2 separate regions of the Oryzias latipes genome follow, and region 2 is linked to region 1. A link is a contact called in public Hi-C data. All regions are on one chromosome and are shown on one strand. Each heading gives the region's core, a stretch centred on a gene start, on an enhancer-like site or on the middle of the called end of the contact. The rest is flanking DNA. Distances are from core to core; before and after follow the strand shown. Region 1 overlaps fyttd1 (UAP56-interacting factor). Region 2 holds the start of tsc22d2 (TSC22 domain family protein 2).

Region 1 (3,042 bases), core at 243-2,742:
CGGGAAGGGGAGGCAGGACGCAGCAGCAGCAGGTGGGGTTGAGGCCAGAGCCGAGCCAGCCTCGTGGTCAGAACCTACGCCTGCTGGTGGAGAAAGGGGGCGGGTGCGAGTGATTGTTCAGAGCTAAATATTTTTGTAAAGTAAAGAGCGGGTTAAGGGGATTTGTAAAGCGAGAACGCGGGAGTCTGTTTTTTCGGAGGGCCACACTGCTGCCGTTACTCTTTTCCCATCAGTCTTTTTTAGCTTCCACTTCTTTTTTTTATTTATTTATTGCAGGGCTGCTGTTTTCATACATGAACAATTGGATACTTTTTTTCTTTTCTTTTCTTTTACGCAGCCCTCTCATTCATGTTTCCTGTTTTTTCTTTTACAGTGTTTTAAACTGATCGGCTTCAAAGCTTTGTGAAAAAACAACAAAAAAAAATAGTAGGCAAAAACATTCTGACAAATGTTCAACACTAATATTATGCTGCAGTTGTCAATTCATAGCTCAAGCCTGATTTGAATGTACATTTTTGTATATTATAAAGTATTAAAAGCCTTGGTGGGCTACAGCTGTCATCAGATGTTAAAATAAACCGGCTAAAGGCAGTTGAAGAAAACTGACTTCTCTTAAAGTGAATTAGTGTTGCCTCCCCTCCATGCATTTTTTTTTCTCTTGTCTTCAAAAGCTGTGAAATCATCCAACATAATTAAATGTACGTCAACCAAAGATGAAAAACTGTGTTAAAATTATTTTAAATGCACACTTTTTTTTTTGTTTCTTCTCCTTTCACGAAATATTTTGTTGCTGTTCCGCATGTTCTGCATGTTCTGTAATCTTTAAACCACTTTCTTACCTCATTTTTATTCAGCACTCTTATTGTAAGATAGTCTGTGAACAGTGTAAGTTTAGGGAAGTGGAGCTGAAAGTCGAAAAATAACCTAGTGTTACTGACACTAGTCACAGCAAAACGAAGTGAGCCATGTTTTCATTTAAATGGTGTTTGAATTTCATATGCCAATAGTTTTGTTACTTTGCAAATTTTAATGTATTTAAATAAAAGCAATATTCAGATTCAAGAGGATTTGGCTCCTGTTTTTCTGACTTATTAGGATTTTATTAGCCCCCAGAGGACACAATATACCTGCATGCTGTCAATTTTTTCTTTAAAATGTGTTTTTTTTTCTCTTTTATATATATTACATTTTTATCACATGTAACCCTTGTGTTATCTTAGATGACCCCCACCCTTACATTGACGTGTTCTCCCTATTATGACAAAGGTGGATAAAGGTGGAAAGATTTCATGTAATCCATGGAAACCAGTGAAGATCACAAATCATTGAAGAAAAAAGGTTCAGAGCACTGTCTAGTGGGTCTAGATGACCCAACTCCCAATGTTAAAGTGCCTAGGATAGCACAAGAGTTAATCACATGCTCCACATGTCAACCGCTAGCATACATACCAGTACCTGCTGTAACAACAGCGCCGCCAGTGGAATAGATGGTGGAATAACACGTCAATGGGGTGGGGTCGTCTAAGATAGCACAAGGGTTAAAAAGCCAATTGTAGCTTCTGTTTTCTGCCACTGAGCAGTGTGAACTTTAAATCCTCATGGATTTTTTCTGCATTTGGAGAAGAACTGCAGAAAATGAGGAAGATCAGCTATCTTTCCTGCAAAAACAAACATCTGATTTCTTTAAGAACTATGAGTGTAATTTTTAACCGATTAATCTATTTTCATTCTCATGATCCAACAAGATCGATTGAGGCAAGTATTTTATTTTACTATGATAAATTGAAATAAATTGATATTGGGGAAATACCATTTGGATTAAAGCACAGTGGGTTTATTCTACTGTTAACTTAAAAACCACCAGTGACATCACAGCAGATGTGATGTCAGGAAAAAAAAACCATACAGTGTGGCAGAATGTTCTAATGTTCCGTTTGGATTATTTTAAATTGGAAAAACAACAGTGGGCTGAACTTTATGAAAATAAAATGTAAATGAATTTGCCATTATTTTTTGGTTTTTTTTGTACACATATTTACTTTAAACTTGGTTCTTTTGCAAGAAATCCAAGGAATCTGGAAAACTTCACCTGTACTGTTCAGTACCAGGTATTTATCACTGAGTCACACTGATTAAGGTTTTGGCTGAAGATGTCCCGGGTTGATGATAGGTCAGTGATTCGAATCGTTCTGAATGAACCGATATCGACTATGAATCGTATCGTCAACTAGAAATTATTATATGAATTTAACTGTTGAAACGAATCGTTACACCCACTATTAAAAAACATTTTTGGGCCACACAAATATATCAGATTTGAGGAAACTTTATTTGAAATTACAAAACTTTGAAATGTTTAAAAAAAAAAAAATACAGAATACACACCATTTTAGCAAATACATAGCGATTCCCTCTGAAAACGAAAGCTTCATGGCGTTAACAGTCTGAATAGAAAAACTCCTGGTGTACAAAGGGCTTAGTATGACGGCACAGACGATGGGCGGGGGGCTCTAAGCTCCCAAAATGTCTACACTTTAGTCCCCTCAGCTGAAGTGTTGTGCAGGTCCTGCTTGCTCGTCCCACAGATGAGTCTCCTTCATCAGTAAGGTGGTGGTGGTGTGTGTGTGTGTGTGGGGGGGGGGGGGGGGGGGGGGGGGGGGGGTTTCCCACCCACCCGCTGGGATTGGCAGGGTTGAAATCCAGAGTTCAATAGGTTTTCCAGGACAACCTAACCCACGGTGACAAATCTGCTGCCTTTGCTGGTCTGTGCTGAGGCGGTGCGCTGGTCTTTCAGGATGCGAAAGCGCTCGTTCAGCGTCATGGACGTTTGCTGCAGAGAGTGGAGTCAGAGGTAAGCACGCCAAAAACCCCGGCGAGTGAAATTTCATCGAGTGGTTTCGGATTGTGGCGCCCTCACCGGCTTCCCCACGCTGTTGATGTCAAACTGCAGGGGGACTCCCTTAGGGACTTTCTTCTCGACCGCTTCCGGCTTCACCGGAGCTGCGGAGGCAGCAGGAGGATGCAGGGTCCACGCGGTGGGGG
Region 2 (2,886 bases), core at 221-2,720, 35 kb before region 1:
GAAACTTTTTCAGGAGAAACATTATCTTTGCATCCTATGTCATGTGCCTGATCAAAGATTTGGTTTGTTCTGTGTCACAAGATTTAAAAGAGTGAGGCAACTAGCAAATGCCATGTGAATTTGCAGACAAAGACAATGAATCCAAACATGTTTTAATGACATTAACTCATGCAGAAAAGCGGAAAAATACACACCAGAGTTCAGTTCATGAGTAATCATACTTCTGTGTCAGCACAAGCAGTGAAGGAAGTAGATACTTCCTTTTCTTACTAATACCATAGCATAAACATTTCAGTCTATATTTTAATACTTGCTGGAATAAGAAAAAGGACAAAATGTCAGTACTTTATGCTTAAAGTTCAGAAATTAAAGAATAATTCCACAATTAAAACCAAACTGTGACCCAAATCAAGAGGAAAGTGAATTGTTGCATCCTTTCTGAATATTTACATTTAAAGTGTCAAATGTGTATTGGGCTAAATTTAAAGAGGATTTATTGTTTTATTACATTAAACCAGGCTTAGTACAAACCTACTAAAATGTTTTTCTTAGTTTTTACATCCCATTAGCAAAATAAAAAATATTTTTTCTGATTTTTTGTTTTATTTTGTTGTTCTGTAATTCAAAAGTCATATATCAAACCGAAACAAAACCATGACCCAAAATTAAAGAGTTGAACCAATTTGTGAAGAAAGTGTATCTATCCCAATGTAAAAAGAAAAGCAACAAAAAACTTTCAATTTTTTCCACTCCAGTCATCTTTTGATCATTGTAAAAGCATTCAAGGGGATCTTTTGATAACAATATGACTTTTTACAACCAAACTTAAAAACCTGTTTCTGGGATATAGTTTCTTCAGAGAGGCAGAAACTCATTAGAAATTCACCTCCGTGTGGGACTGTTAGCGAGGAGTACGTCTTCCCCCATTTTCCATTATCTCTCTGTTTACAAGCTCTCCTGCTAACTTAAATATGAAGGCCCCTCATCATCCAATATTGGAACTATCCAGTCGTACAGTTTTGAGTCAGATGCCACATCCTTAAGAGAAGCCTTGGTTGGTCTGTAATTTTAAACTAATTCTTTGTATAAACTAATTGCATTTGAAACTTTATTAAATATCGGTAATCTTTAAACTAGTGATTTCTTCATTTTATAGATATCAATATTCTACCGTATATAAAACTGGGGTGCAGCAATTACCTTAAAATACTTGAAAATTGATTACATGAGTTATAGATAAAAGCGCGCCTTTTACTGGTCAATTTTATATTTTGGATTAAGAAATTTGAGCTCAAAAGTATTTTTCCCCCCTGAAAATTGAAATGGAGATTTGCACTGATAAACGCATGGTTATGCTAGTGGGAATACTAGTGTTTTCTGAATTCTCATTTTTTCCGAGGTTCCCTGAAAGCGTCACCAGCCTTTGGAATTCACAAACAGCTTCTACGTAAAGAATAGAGCGCGCATCATCTACCCACGATGCAGCGCGGCGGCTGAAGACAACATAGCCATCTTGTCAAGAGTTCTCTTGGGTGAACGAGACGACTGCAGGCTCCCAGAAGATTATTATTTTTTTCAAGCCTAAATTTTGGAAGAGGGTTTATTTTTTTCTTTGCCGCTGATATTGTATGAGGAGCGCTTGGCCGCAAACGACACAGAACGGGTGGAGAGAGGCTACGCAAGACCGCGTTCTGGAAGATGTCTCGCATACTTGTACCGACGTAGGGGGAGTGTACGGCAGCCAGTTGGTGTGAAGCGTTAGCTCGCTTGTTGAGTGAAGGGCTCCGGGCCCTCCTCAGCCCAAAGCAGCCCCCAGCTGCTGGGGAGCACACCCCGCCGCAACAGCCCGACGACCACCGGACAACCAGGATACCAGCAGGCCGGCGTGGACTGCTCCCGCAGCCCCTCAGTGCTTGGAGTCCCGGACAACTAGAACTGCGAAACGCAACAGGAGACCAACAGGAAGAGAATGACGCAGATTCATTTTGATAACAGTTAAGTAGACCGAGAAAACACAACGATAACGTGCTGTTGATGCTAGCACAGCTCGTCTTCTTTTGACCGACTCGGAACCAGGCTGTCATTATGTCGAAAATGCCGGCGAAGAAGAAGAGCTGTTTTCAGATTACTAGTGTGACTCAGGCCCAAGTGGCGGCTGTCGGTGCCGGTGACGACACCGAGAGTCTGGACGACCCGGACGAAACGCGGAATGAGGACGTCTCGTCTGAGCTATACGAAGCGCTCCGGGTAGAGCCCGCCGACGAAAGAGGCTCGCCCGAGGACGGCGTGAATAACGTCGGGGAGGTCGAGGCGGGCAGCGCTGTGGCTTCTTCACCAGGTGGAGAGCCACGCAAAGGGGGAGTGTCCGGCTCCAGTCAGGGTGCTCAGCAGCAGCCGCCGCAGCCTCAAACACCCGGTGTGTCAGCCACCACATCACAGCATGCTGCAGTGACCAGCACCGCTCCCCCTTCCACCACCTCCACAGTGAGCTGCTCCTCTCGTTTCAGGGTCATTAAACTTGATCATGGTACTGGAGAACCCTTTCGCAGGGGCAGATGGACATGTACTGAGTTCTATGAGAAGGACTCTGAAGGCTCCCATTCTGGAAGGACTGTAGATAGTATGAGACACGGCAGCATAACACTGGACCCGGCTGCAGACAGAGACAGTGGGCTTGGGCTTACGGGAGGTTCAGTTGTTTCTCCTGCAACACACTCGAGTCTGAGCTTGGGCTCCATGGCAGAGGTTTCCCACTCGTCCGCGCGCATGCAACCAGTGGAGACACTACCACAGCAGATCGTGCATCCGAACTATAGTGCCGCCAGCTTGATGCCAGCCGTTACTCCGGTTCAGTCAGTCGAAGGAGGTCTTCAGAACATACTGCCT

Evidence for each region. Hi-C and Micro-C count contacts between places; a contact is called where the count stands out from the background.
Region 2: a Hi-C map of gastrula embryo shows a contact between it and region 1, with 1.9 times the contacts expected there. The contact joins the promoter of tsc22d2 here to the enhancer-like site in region 1. A contact is called at or near these places in 4 of 5 Hi-C or Micro-C datasets (embryo and gastrula embryo).

The regions. Positions count from the first base shown.
Region 1 is chr17:14,708,676-14,711,717 of ASM223467v1, reverse strand. fyttd1 (UAP56-interacting factor) reads right to left here. Exons shown (of 9, transcript XM_020710868.2): 8 at 2,918-3,042; 9 at 2,311-2,830. The coding sequence ends at 2,729. Among protein-coding and RNA genes, the nearest start is that of fyttd1, 6.5 kb to the right of the region's middle. Within about 2 kb of position 1,492, at least 1 of the 8 cell types and tissues checked has an H3K27ac peak or open chromatin away from gene starts, as enhancers often do. A contact at or near this core is called in gastrula embryo, where this site is marked.
Region 2 is chr17:14,744,280-14,747,165 of ASM223467v1, reverse strand. tsc22d2 (TSC22 domain family protein 2) reads left to right here and starts at 1,470. Exons shown (of 4, transcript XM_011486402.3): 1 at 1,470-2,886. The coding sequence starts at 2,086.